Linked DNA regions of Mus musculus: region 1 is linked to region 2. The links are chromatin contacts, called in public promoter capture Hi-C maps. All regions are on one chromosome and are shown on one strand. Each heading gives the region's core, a stretch centred on a gene start, on an enhancer-like site or on the middle of the called end of the contact. The rest is flanking DNA. Distances are from core to core; before and after follow the strand shown. Region 1 holds the start of Trim30a (tripartite motif-containing 30A). Region 2 holds the start of Trim12a (tripartite motif-containing 12A).

Region 1 (6,504 bases), core at 2,943-5,442, 130 kb after region 2:
TGTGTCACAATTCTTTGATTTGCCTTTAAGGCCACTGAGCTATTAGCAATATTTTATGAATTCACTTCATTATAACTTAATCTGTGGTCTTCTCCCTGTGTAGTTGAACTCTGTAACACCTAAAACTGTTACTTTAAGAATGATGATAGTTTCACTGAAAGTAATAGAAAAAAAGGGGGAAGAGCCTCAAGCTCATGGACACAGGGGAAACTTTCCTGAACAGTAGATGAAGAATGGACAAATGTAAGGCAAAGGACACTCTGAATAGGACAATATGGCAACCTACAGATTGGTAAAAGATCTTTACCAACTCTACATTCCATAGAGGGCTAATATCCAATATATACAAAGTACTCAAGAAGTTAGACTCCAGAGAAACAAATAACCATATTAAAAATGGGGTACAGAGATAAACAAAGAATTCTCAACTGAGAAAACTTGTATGACAGAGAAGCACCTAAATAAATGTTCAGTATCCTTAGTCATCAAGGAAATGCAAATCAAAACAACTCTGAGATTCCACCTCACATCTATCAAAAATAGCCAAGATCAAAAATTCAGGTGAGCTGGGCGGTGGTGGCACACACCTTTAAACCCAGCACTTGGGAGGTAGAGACAGGAGGATTTCTGAGTTCGAGGCCAGCCTGGTCTACAGAGTGCGTTCCAGGACAGCCAGAGCTCTACAGAGAGAAACCCTGTCTGGAAAAACAAAACAAAACAAAACAAAACAAAACAAAACAAAACAAAACAACAAAAAAAAGAACAAACCAAAAAAACCAAAAAAACAAAACCAGAAAAAAAAAAAACCCAAACAAGCAAACAAACAAAAACCTCAGGTGACAGCAGATGCTGGTGAGGATGTGGAGAAAGAGGAACACTCCTCCATTGCTGGTGGGATTGTAAACTGGTATACCCACTCTGGAAATCAGTTTGGTGGTTCCTCAGAAAATTAGACATGGTACTACCCGAGGACCCAGCTATACCTCTTCTGGGCATATACCCAGAAGATGCTCTAACATGTAATAAGAACACATGTTCCACTATGTTCATAGCACTATGTTCATAGCCAGAAGCTGGAAAGAACCCAGATGTCCTTCAACAGAGGAATGGATACAGAAAATGTGGTACATTTACACAATGGAATACTACTCAGCTACTAAAAACAATGAATTTATGAAATTCTTAGGCAAATGAATGGAACTAGAAAATATCATCTTGAGTGAGGTAACCAAATCACAAAAGAATGCACATGGTATGCACTCACTGATAAGTGGATATTAGCCCGGAAGCTCCGAATACCCAAAATACAGACCACATGAAACTCAAGAAGAAGGAAGAACAAAATGTGGATACTCTGGTCCTTCTTAGAAGGGGGAACAAAATACCCATGGGAAGAGATACAGAGACAATGTGTGGAGCAGAGACTTAAGGAAAGTCCATCCAGTTGCTGTTCCACCTGGGGATTCAGCCTATATACAGTTACCAAACCCAGACACTATTGTGGATGCCAACAAGTACTTGCTGAGAGGAGCCTGATATAGCTGTCTTTCTGTCAGTGCCTGAAAAATACAGAGGTGGATGCTCACAGCCAACAATTGGACTGAGCACAGAGTCGCTAATGGAGGAGTTAGAGAAAGGAAGCAAGGATCTGAAGGGGTTTGAGGCTCCATAGAAGGAACAAAAATATGAACCAACCAGTAGCTCCCGGGACTAAACCACTAACCAAAGAGTTCACATGGAGTGTCCCATGGCTCCAGCAGCATATGTAGCATTAATGGGAGGAGAGGCCGTTGGTCCTATGAAGAGTCAATGCTCCAATGTATGGGAATGCCAGGAGAGGGAAGTAGGAGTGGGTGGGTTGGTGAGCAAGGGAAAGGGGGATGGGATGGGGGTTTTTGGAGGGGAAGTGAGGAAAAGGCTAATAGTTGAAATGTACAAAATATCTAATAAAAAAAGGGTATACAAGATATAAGATACAATTTGCTAAACGCCTGAAACTCAAGAAGAATGAAGACCAAAGTGTGGACACTGTGCCCCTTCTTAGAATTGGGAACAAAACACCCATGGAAGGAGTTACAGAAACAAAGTTTGGAGCTGTGACGAAAGGATGGACCATCTAGAGACTGCCATATCCAGGGAACCACTCCACAATCAGCTTCCAAACGCTGACACCATTGCATACACTAGCAAAATTTTGCTGAAAGGACCCAGATATAGCTGTCTCTTGTGAGACTATGCCGGGGCCTAGCAAACACAGAAGTGGATGCTCACAGTCAGCTATTGGATGGATCACAGGGCTCCCAATGGAGGAGCTAGAGAAAGTACCCAAGGAGCTAAAGGGATCTGCAACCCTATAGGTCGAACAACAATATGAACTAACCAGTACCCCGGAGCTCTTGACTCTAGCTGCATATGTATCAAAAGATGGCCTAGTCGGCCATCACTGGAAAGAGGCCCATTGGACACACAAACTTTATATTCCCCAGTACAGGGGAACGCCAGGGCCAAAAAAAAAAATGGTAATGGGTGGGTAGGGGAGTGTGGGGGAGGGTATGGGGGGCTTTTGGGATAGCATTGGAAATGTAATTGAGGAAAATATGTAATAAAAAAAAGGGTATAAAAAGAATGAAGAGAGTTCAAAGAACTGATGCCATAGAAGAAATGGTCCTTTTCCAAATAGGCCTGGCAAATAAATTCTCTCATTTACAAAGTATCATTTTTTGAAGCAATTTGACACGTATCCCCTAGACGTTTCCACATTTAAAAACTGGACAACCCTAAAACATGCATTTTAATATCTCATAACATATGGTGGTTAAGAGAGTTAATTGCTATGTTCAGAAAACAGGTGTACACAACTGATTGAAAGCAAGACAGAGCAAAGGGAAAGGGGATGAATGGGCTCTTGAGAACCCTCAAGCCAACCTGGACACAGGAAGTCCTGACCTGTGTCTTCTGGAGTCTACATTAGTTTGGGTGAAGCCTGGATTCCCTGCTCCAAGTCCTTTCTTTTCTTTCATGGTTCTCAAGATCTCTAGATCTTTCTATCAGCAGACATTTTTCATTCTTTTATGTCATCAAATTCAATTAGGAGCTCTTGCTGTGCCTCCTAGGGCACTAATGTTCATGTGTAATCCCAGGAGCTGGGGAGGCTGACACAGAACAATTCCATGAGGTCAGCCTGGGATATACAGGAATTAAAAAGCTGTCACTTCTTGAGAGTGCTCCTTTGCTGTTCTCTCTCTGTCTCTCTGTTTCTTTCTGTTTCTCTCTATCTCATCCAATCTTCCTTTCACCCTATCCTCTGTCTCTTTCCTTGGGATTAAATTAGGAGCTGGTAGAAACTTGCAAGTGCTCCTCCAGCCCACTAATTGCACCCAAATTAGCTAAATAGATTTGGTCTTATTAGGTCCTTGGACTCTGGATCTTACTGTGTCGTCTTTCGTTGTATCCAGAATTACTAGTCTGGGGTGATCTAGATTCAGATACAGGACATATGGCATATGGGGAAGGGTAGGCAATGGTAATGATTTTAAAGTGACATTAGGAATTCCCTACAGACTTCAGGCTATTTTATAGTACAAGTACATTAATAGGAGGCTGCAAAGAGATCAAGACTTCCAATCACAGACAAAGATCAAAGGAAATAAGCCCTTAGAATCATGGGTAAATCTACTATTACTCAGAGAAATCTTAACCTTTTTTTTCAAACACCCCTCTGGCTATACTACTTCTTTGGAGGGAAATCAGTGTCTGTGTTGGAGCAGAAGATTCATGCTGCAACTCATAATTAAAGATTAGAAAAAAGACTGGAGTCTGTTTGGAAAAATAACGGACCTTTCCAGACAGGTCATAAGAGCTGTCTTCCTCAAGGCCACCCTGTCTCTGGCTCTCATCCCCATAATATTCAGCAGGAAGCCAGCAGTTCCCCCCCAACCTCTTCCTGCTTTTTAACTTCAACTTAAACTCACCAGAGCAAAGACTGTGTCTTCTTCTAAATTCCTCCAAACTCTGCAGTTGAAAATTGGCTCACACCTTCAGATACCAACCAAGAGACCCAGGATTTGTGGAGAGGAGCAAACACAGGCAAGAGTCTAAGTCCTGAGGATTCAGCCAACTGTGCTGGTCCTCTTGGGAGCCAGTAGAGAAATGAAAGTTAAGACTGTGAGGGCAGGAACTGAGAAAAAGAAACTAAAAACAACCAACCAGTGGGGTGGTACCCCATCAATATCTGAGGTTTTACCACCAGAGGGAGTCAGTTGCCTTAGGTCAGCTTTGCCTTCCAGTAACTTGGGACATTTTTTTTCAGAACTACAGAAACTTGTTATGTCACTTGTTCAGACTCATGATACAATCAACCAAAAAGTTCCTGACCCTCTGGGAATGTGGAAAGAAAGCCTTCCCCATGGGCTTCTCCTGCACTTGAGCTCCTGTTTTGGCTTTGCCTTGGTGGCAGGTGTGGCCTAAAGGGAAGGAAAAACAAGGCTAGGGACAGAAAGCTGCCGTGTTCCTCTGAGGTTGGAGCTGGACTCTTACCGGAAGAGAACAGGAAGGAAGTTGCAGTTCAGGGAGCTGCCACACAAGCAAGATTTCCCACCCATCAGGGACAGAATGGGGAGGAGTCATGTGCAGAGCCAGGCAGAAACACCTCACCACCCTCACAGCAGAGAGAGCAGTGAGCTGCAGAGGGCTCTCCAGTTGTTCCATGATGTCCCTCAGATTATGTATTCTGTAACTGAATAGACTTTGTCCCTTCACAGTGCCGAGCTGATCCATTCATTCATTTTCCCCTTTCCAGGAGTCCCTCTACAGGATGTTTCACAAGGTCCCATTTGATTTAGGATTTGTTTAAAGACCAGTACTACTGCTACACCATTCCCTGAATAAAAGGTGGAAATCTGTAGAGCTTCTCTGAGAGTAGTGTTTGCCTATCATTATAGAGTCTGATGGTGGACCCTCAGCACTGTACAAAATCAGGTGTGGTGGCTCCTGCATGTGATCTGTCTTAGTTACTCCGAACTGCTGGGATAAACACCATGACTGGGACAAGTTGTAAGGAAAGTGTTTCATTTGGGGCTCACAGTAGAGTTCATGACCACCACAGTAGGACACATGGCACCAGGCAGGGAGACAAGGTGCTGGAGCAGGAAATGAGAAGTCACACCTTGAGACACAAACTAGACAAGAGGCAGAGGCAGAGAGAAAATGTTGTTGTTGGTGGTCAGAATCTACTGAATCCTGAAAGCTTGCATCCATGCCATACCTTCTCTAATAATGCCACACTACCAATCTTCTTTTCTTTTCTTTTTTTTTTTTAAGGATTTTTTTTTTATTGGATAGTTTCTTTACTTACATTTCAAATGTTTTTCCCTTTCCAGGTCTTCCCTTCGGAAACCCCCTACTCCTACCTCTATGAAGGTGTTCCCCCTCCCCCACTCCTATCTTCCTGCCCTAGCATTGTCACATACTGATGCATCTAATATCCTCAGGCCCAAGGGTTACTCCTCCCACTGATGTCCAACAAGGCCATCCATCATCTGCCACATATGTGGACATAGCCATGGCTCCTTCCATGTGTACTCTTTGGTAGATGGTCCAGTTCCCAGGAGCTCTGGTGGTTCTGGCCCGTTGACACTCTTGTTCCCTCCATGAGGATGCAAACCCTGTCAGCTCTTTCAGTCCCTTCTCCAACTCCTACACTGAGGACCCTGCTCTCTGTCCAATGGTTGTCATTGAGCATCTGCCTCTGTATTTGTCAGTCTCTGGCAGAGTCTCTCAGGAGACAGCCTTATCAGTCTCCCATCAGAAAGCACTTCCTGCACACTCAATAGAGTCTGATTTTGGGGACTGTATATGGGATAGGTCCCCAGGTGGGGCAGTTTCTGAATGGCCTTTATCTCAGTTTCTGTTCCACACTTTGTCTCCATATGTCCTCCTGTGAGTATTTTGTTCCCCTTTCTAAGAAGCTCTGAAGCATCCACACTTTGGTCCTTCTTCTTAGGCTTCTTATGGGCAGGTCACTTCCCCCTTTATCATCTCCAGGACTGATGAGGCCATAGTTGCTATGATCCTGTGTCTGCCTGTCCTGACTTCTCACACTTCTGCACGGATGGCTGTGTGACAGGGATGGGGAAAAGGGTCAAGTAAGAAATGAAGGATCAGAATGAACCCTGTTCAGATGTCAAGGAAGGACCACAATGACAAGTTAAAAGAACAAAGAAAGATATGTGGAAGGAGGTTTGGTGACATAGCAAATAGTACTTTGTCATACTTCAGGTGCTGTACTTTTAGGTCACCCCAAATGACAGATTTCATGTATGGGGATGCTATCCCCCTTTTACTGAATAGTAGAAAGAATTTACTGTCAACATCCTTGTGTAGCCTCCCTTTTATCCTTCCCTGTCTTTCCCAGGCACCATCTTCAGTGTCCTAAGCACCAAACCTCTCATACCTCTGGCCACTCCTCTTCTATCAGGACTAGTCAGTGAGACTCACTCTGGTGCT
Region 2 (6,782 bases), core at 3,221-5,720:
TTTCTTTTTTTTTTTTTTTTTTTTTTTTTTTTTTTTTTTTTTTTTTTTTTTTTTGGTTTTTCAAGACAGGGTTTCTCTGTATAGCCCTGCTGGCTGTCCTGAAACTCACTTTGTAGATCAGGCTGGCCTCGAACTCAGAAATCCGCCTGCCTCTGCCTCCCAAGTGCTGAGACTAACGGCGTTCACCACTACCACCCGGCAATGTATTTCTTTTTAAATTTCTATAGGTCTATAATACAACTTGAAATCAGAGATGGTGATACTTCCAGCAGTTCTTTTATTGTATAGCATTGTTTTAGCTATTCTGGGTCTTTTTTTTTTCTTTTTTTTCCATATAAAGTTGAAAATTGTCCTTTCAAAGCCTGTAAAGAATTGCATTGGCATTTTGATGAGGACTGAGTTGAATCTGTAGATTCCTTTTGCTAGGATGACAATGTTTACTAGTTCATCCTACAAATCCCTAAGGATGGAAGATCTTTCCATCTTGTGATACCCTTTTCAGATTCTTCAAAGACTTGAAGTTTTTATCATACAAGTCTTTCACTTACTTGGTTAGAATTATCCCAAGTTATTTTATATTATTTGAGGCTATTATGAAGGGTTTTGTTTCCCTGACTTCCTTTTCAGTTCACTTGTCATTTATATAGAGCTCTTTTTCATTCCTGAACATATGATGGTGCTCTGCCCTGCCCTGCTACAGAGTCAGGGCCATACGTAGCTACTACATTCCTTCTCCTTGGACCTGAGTTGCTATGGTGTGTGTGAGGGTCTCAGGTCATGTTTTGTGGTAATCTCCATCTATCAGAAGCTTGGTGGTGAGGAACTCACTGAGCAGTTTACAAATGCCACAGTGGTTCATTTCACATGCTCCTGACACCACAGATCCTCTGAGAACATACCACTGGCCTCATACTTTGGGGAAAGATAAATTATCAAGCCCCTCAAAATCCTTACTACTGATGATGCTAATGACCTGCATGGCTACTGACATTGCCATAAATGACTTCACATCAGGCCACAGACACAATCAGACTTTGTAAGTACTCAGTCCTGCTTACTTAACTGTATGAAGACTCTACTGCTGTACCTAGCTAGAATCAGAGCCATCGTACCTAATTAAGTGCCACCCTTATATGGAATATATAAGTCCTTGCATATAGAATCTACCTTGAAAAGTTTAAAGGAGATAGTTGTTCCATAATGATGCAAGCATTAACACAGGGACAAACACACACACACACACACACACACACACACACACACACACACACACATACACACACACAAGCGAGAAACATCATTTTATCAATAGATTATTATCATACTCTAGTAACTGACTCCAAAGAATAGAAATCATTGATTGTATTCCAAAATAAGAATTAATGAGAAAAAAATCACAAAAATCAATAATGCAATAGGAAAGAACACTGACATTCTGGAGCTTAATAGCTCAAATGAGTGAAACTGATCCTGCAATACAGAGATTCAATCAATTAGGAGACATGATCAAGCAAAAAGTCTATCAACTTGAAATCAGCCCACTTAAAAGAATCATACAAGCTGGCCGGTGGTGGTGCACACCTTTCATCCCAGCACTTGGGAGGCAGAGGCAGGTGGATTTCTGAGTTCCAGGCCAGCCTGGTCTACAAAGTGAGTTCCAGGACACCAGGGCTACACGCAGAAACCCTGTCTTCAAAAACCAGAAAAACCAACCAACCAACCAAACAAACAAACAAAAAAGAATCATACAAACCCAATCAACTAACCAACAACAACAAAAACAAACAGTAAGACAAAAACAAATACCCTAATATACGCTACAAAGAAACAATCAAACATGGAATCCATTTGTGTTGACCAACTACTCCTGGGCATGGGGCTTGTCTTGGAGGGTCATTGATATACCCAGCAACACATCATTGGAGAAACCTGATTTTTAAATTTTAAGAGAGTAGGCATGAAATTGGGTGAGTAATAAGTAGTTGGGGAAGGGGAAAAATATAATAAAAGAATTTAAAACGTTTTTAAAAATAAAAAGATAAATAAATGAATACCATCACTCTTACAGTGTCATGTCAAAGACAGAGGTCATGACAAGAACAAAGATGATGATTTATGGGGCATTATTTAGAAAATCAGTATACTTCTTATGAGTGTTCCACAAGAAGATGAAGCAGGGGCTGGTGAGATGGCTCAGTGGGTAAGAGCACCCGACTGCTCTTCCGAAGGTCCGGAGTTCAAATCCCAGCAACCACATGGTGGCTCACAACCATCTGTAACAAGATCTGATGCCCTCTTCTGGAGTGTCTGAAGATAGCTACAGTATATGTAAATATAATAAATAAATAAATCTTAAAAAAAAAAAAAAGAAGATGAAGCAGAAAAGAAAGCAGAGAGGATGTCATTAAGGAACTGATCTTGAACTGCCACAGGACACTCCCAAAGACAGCGGCATACGCATGGAGAGCATTGTTCTGGAAGGATCATCTGAAGGGCCACAAAAGAGGTTTTAATAATGTATCAAGAATGAAATGATATGAAACATCTTTTGTAACCACAATGGTATGAAATTAGAAATCACCAAAAGAGAGATTTGGAAAAAATTTCACAAATATGGAAATTATACACCATTCTCTAAACCAATGAGCAAAGAAGAAATCAAAGGGAGGTTTTTGAAAAATGAAATGATAATGGATGGACACACCTCAGCATTCCACTCTATGCTCCAGACAGTCTAAGAGGGGAGCACACGTCTCAGCAAATTCAGCAGTCTAGATAGTCTAAGAGGGAAGCCTGCCAGGACTACATTACACAAAGAAACATTATCTCAAGTAAATAACTTAATACTTGGCCTCAGGCAAGTAGACAAAAAATAACTAAACCAAAAGTTATCAGAAGGGAAGAGAAAGCTGATGAGAAAGACCCAAGTAAAATGTAATGAACAATCAGAGCTGTTGTTCTTTGTCTCTGTCTCTGGAGGGGAGGATAACTCAAGCAAATTCAAGAATGAAAGCACTGGCTTATGAACAGGGACAAGAACCAATTGTTGAGAAAGCAAAACCCACAAAATCAACCTTGACAGGATGTCTTCTGGGCACCTAGATCAGCTTGAGCAAAGCCATGATATCCCTAATCACACATCTCTCTCTCAAACTTTTTTTTTTTAATTTGACATTTTAAACATCAAACAAAAATTTAATTTTCATTCTTTAAAGGTAGAAAGAGGCTGTTGCAGTCATGTGCTCCTGACACTACAGAGACTTGGAAGTGGGGCTGTCGGAAGAGCTGAAGACCAGTCTGGGCAACATAAAACATATCCTCTCTCCAAGAAACCTTACAAAAGTTGGCACTTTGGGGGAAATCTTCAGATGTGTCACTGGAGCATGCTCATAGTAGTTTTCCCATCTTCAAACACCCCTTCCCCTCTGCGTGGGAACTGAACCCAAAGATTGAAAAGTACCCTATCACTGAACTAAGTCACAGATGTCTTTTAAAAAAATATTCTATGAATGAGTCTTATTGAGTTGCTGATGATGGCCATCAATTTATAATCCTTCTGCTCCTGTGTATCTGGAATCTCAAGCTGGGCTGAAGTTTATATTGGTATGGAGAAAATATCTGAAGGAGAAGGAAATAGCTGAAGTTATTCCCGGGCTTGGGACTGTCAAACAGGGTCGATGACTAAATAACAGGCTCTCAGTCTTTGTTACTAAACTGAGAGAAACTCTGGTTCTCTTAGAGGAGTATTTTGCAACTTTCCTAATGCTGCAACTCTTTAGAAAACTTTCTCGTGTTGTATTGACCGCAACCATAAAACTGTGGTCTTTGCTTCCTCTTAACTATATTTTTCTACAGTTTTGAATCATAATATGAATGTATGACATGCGAGATATCTAAAGTGAAACTCCCGTGAAAAGGTCATTCAAACGGGTCTGATCCGGTAAAGAACCACAGCCCTAGAGTATGCGGAAGTACCACTTTATCACACAAAAACGCAGTAAAAAGCAGAGGCTCTGATCCAGCTTTGCTGCCTGGAAAAAGAATGACTGTCATAGACAACAAAGTTCTGGATCTCGTCGACAAGGTACGATTCAAAATTACAGATTGTGAATCGGAAGGGGGAGACTAAATCTGGACAACAGGCATCTTTAAAGTAGTTTTTTGTTGTTGTTGTTGTTGAGGAGGCACCTCCCTCAAGCTCCCCCATTTGCATTTTCAGCCAGAGGCCGGCAGCCCGTCCCCCTTTCCCTCCCCCGCTTTTACAGGATAAACTCACCCAAACAAAAGCAATGTTCTCCTTTCAAAGTCTTCAAAAATCTGCCCCCTAAAATTGCTCAGCCCTTTATCAGACGCCAGAAAGTTGTAAACCAGGGAGAATTAACTCACCAATCCAGAACTTCAAGGTATTTCCGGCTAAAATCTAGAGAAAGGAAAGTTTGAGCTCTGGAAATGAAACAGAAACCACAACTCTACAGACCAATGAGATGCCTTTGCATAAGCCTGCAGAACCCCACTGACTGAGGAAGTTACCCTCATATCAGCATTGGCTGGCTCTGGAAACTGGGGAGGAGTTATGTGCAGAGCCAGGCAGAAACACCTCACCACCCTCACAGCAGAGAGTAATGAGCTGTAGAGGGCTCACCAGCTGCCCCATGGTCTCCTCCAGATTATGTATTATGTGGCTGAACGAACAGACTTAGTCCTTTTCCAGTGCTGATATGATCCACCCATTCATTTCCTCCCTTTTAGGAGTCCCTCACCAGAATGTCTTGGAGGTTCCTATTTGGCTTAGAGGTGTATTGAACACCTATATAGTGACTCAGCACTAACGGATTAGAAGGGGGAAATCTGTAGAGCTGGGAATGAGGTTCTGTTGACATAGTGCTTGCCTATCAAGCATGAAGCACTGGGATGGTCCTCAGAAGTGTACAAAACCAGCTGTGGTGGCCCCTGTGGTCTATCTTCTTTACTCTTCTACTGCTCTGATAAATACCATGACTAGGACAAGTTACAAGTAGAGTGTTTAATTTGGCACTCACAGTTCCTATGGGTTAGAGTTCATGACCACCACAGTGGAGAGCCTGATAACAGGCAGGGAGACATGGTGCTGGAGCAGAAAGTGAGAAGTCACAACTGGAGACACAATCTTGACAGAAACCTGAGGCAGAGAGAGAATGGTGTTGGTGGTCAGAATCTATTGAATCTTGAAAGCTTACACCCATGCCATACCTTCTTCAAGAATGCCACACTCCTAATCTTTCCTGAACAGTGTCCTGATAGCTGAGAACCAAGTATTCAAAAGATCTTAGGCTTTGGGGCCATTGTTATTCAAACCGGCACAGGATGCCACTGCCTTGCAGCTGGCTGCATGAGGATCAGGAGGTCAAAGCCATCCTCAGCCATGGTGACTGACATCAGCATGGCATGGGAAACACCTGAAGCTTTCCAAAGAGAAAAGGAAGGGAGAAAGAAAGAGAAGAATAAATAAATAAATCACAAATTAATTAAAGAAAGTCAGTTGTGTGAGTGAATGTTGGAGAAGCCACCATCACCTGTCTCATCCCCTTTCCTGTTTGCCTCTCTAATTATTTCCCTACAGTCTCTGTCTTCTGAAATATGGAATGATGAGTGACAGCAGACATAACTCTGTAGTTTGAATTTATTTCACATACTTACAACTGTCTTATACTCTTCTTCCTTTCTGATAGCCTGACCCTAAATGAGCTCTAGCTCCCTTAGCCTCCCCGGTGCTGGGATCATGAACTTTTGCTGTTGTTGTTCAGTTTTGCTTTTGACTTCAGTGATTGAACCACGGTCCTTGTGGATGCTGGGCTAGTGCTCTATCCATAGCTATACACTTACCTAAATTTCATATCTTGATGAGGTCATAAGTCTCACTGTTGTTCTTGCTGTGGACACAATTGCTTACAAATAATGCTTTGATGTTCCCATTCCTCTGAAATGTTAATAGTTATGAAAAACCCTTTACCTTTTTTTTTTTTTTTTTTTGGAGGCAGATATTTACTCTATATTCAAGCCTGGGCTAGAAATCACTAAGTGTTTAGAGTGTTTAGGATAGTTTCTAATTCCTTGGAATACTAATTTGTCAAACTCTTGAGTTCAGGGACGAGAGGCAGGAGCTACCATGTCTCTGTCTTTTCTACATTTTACTTAAGGCTTTCTCTGTTTCTTCCTAAAGTCTGTCTGGGAATTAAAACTATTAAATACCCAGACTATGATCTAACTCTGCATGAATGTTCTCTCTAGGCAGAATTCCACTCTCAACTCTGCAAAGATTAGACTTTACATTTAGTCTGCCATTACCCTCTGACCTCAGTGAAAAGGATGAAGGTGACCAGGTGAGCAAAGCACTGGCCACACTTTCAGTGAGCAGTGCTACCATGTGTGTGATTCTAACTGTGTGCAATACACATTGACATTTATTTCTAACAGAGGAAAGGGATTCCCATGGAACACGATTTGAGAGGAAATATTAAACAAAAAGAATTTTGAAGATCCATTAATTTGAACATTTTTATCTTAAGTATAAATGTAGATTTATAATTTGATAAAAGTAAAAACACTTGTGAGTTTATACTCCAGGTATTCTCATTCTTCAACCAAAGCATGGCCACGGTTTTGAATGGGCTGCTGCATCCTCTGCCAGGGTGTGATGCAGCATCTGGATTCTACTTGCTTCCGTGTAAGTACTCTCTCTTGCATTTTTCACAGACACAGCTGTTCATTGCTGTTCTTTGCTGTTCTTTGCTGGTCTTTACTGG

What was found. Promoter capture Hi-C pulls out the DNA fragments that hold promoters and counts their contacts.
Region 1: a promoter capture Hi-C map of macrophages shows a contact between it and region 2, with 7 read pairs. The contact joins the promoter of Trim30a here to the promoter of Trim12a in region 2. A contact is called at or near these places in 1 of 39 promoter capture datasets (macrophages), 1 of 15 datasets of contacts at CTCF or cohesin (CD8 T cells), 6 of 484 Hi-C or Micro-C datasets (B cells, CD4 T cells, double positive thymocytes and 2 more), 4 of 115 datasets of contacts at active chromatin or transcription factors (CD8 T cells, bone marrow-derived macrophages, effector CD8 T cells and 1 more) and 2 of 9 other capture datasets (liver and macrophages).

What each region holds. Positions count from the first base shown.
Region 1 is chr7:104,441,933-104,448,436 of GRCm38.p6, forward strand. Trim30a (tripartite motif-containing 30A) reads right to left here and starts at 4,193. Exons shown (of 8, transcript NM_001357467.1): 1 at 3,972-4,193.
Region 2 is chr7:104,311,025-104,317,806 of GRCm38.p6, forward strand. Trim12a (tripartite motif-containing 12A) reads right to left here and starts at 4,471. Exons shown (of 8, transcript NM_023835.2): 1 at 4,387-4,471. It overlaps Gm15133 (predicted gene 15133), which reads left to right and starts at 4,007. Exons shown (of 7, transcript NR_040749.1): 1 at 4,007-4,084; 2 at 6,272-6,359; 3 at 6,604-6,703.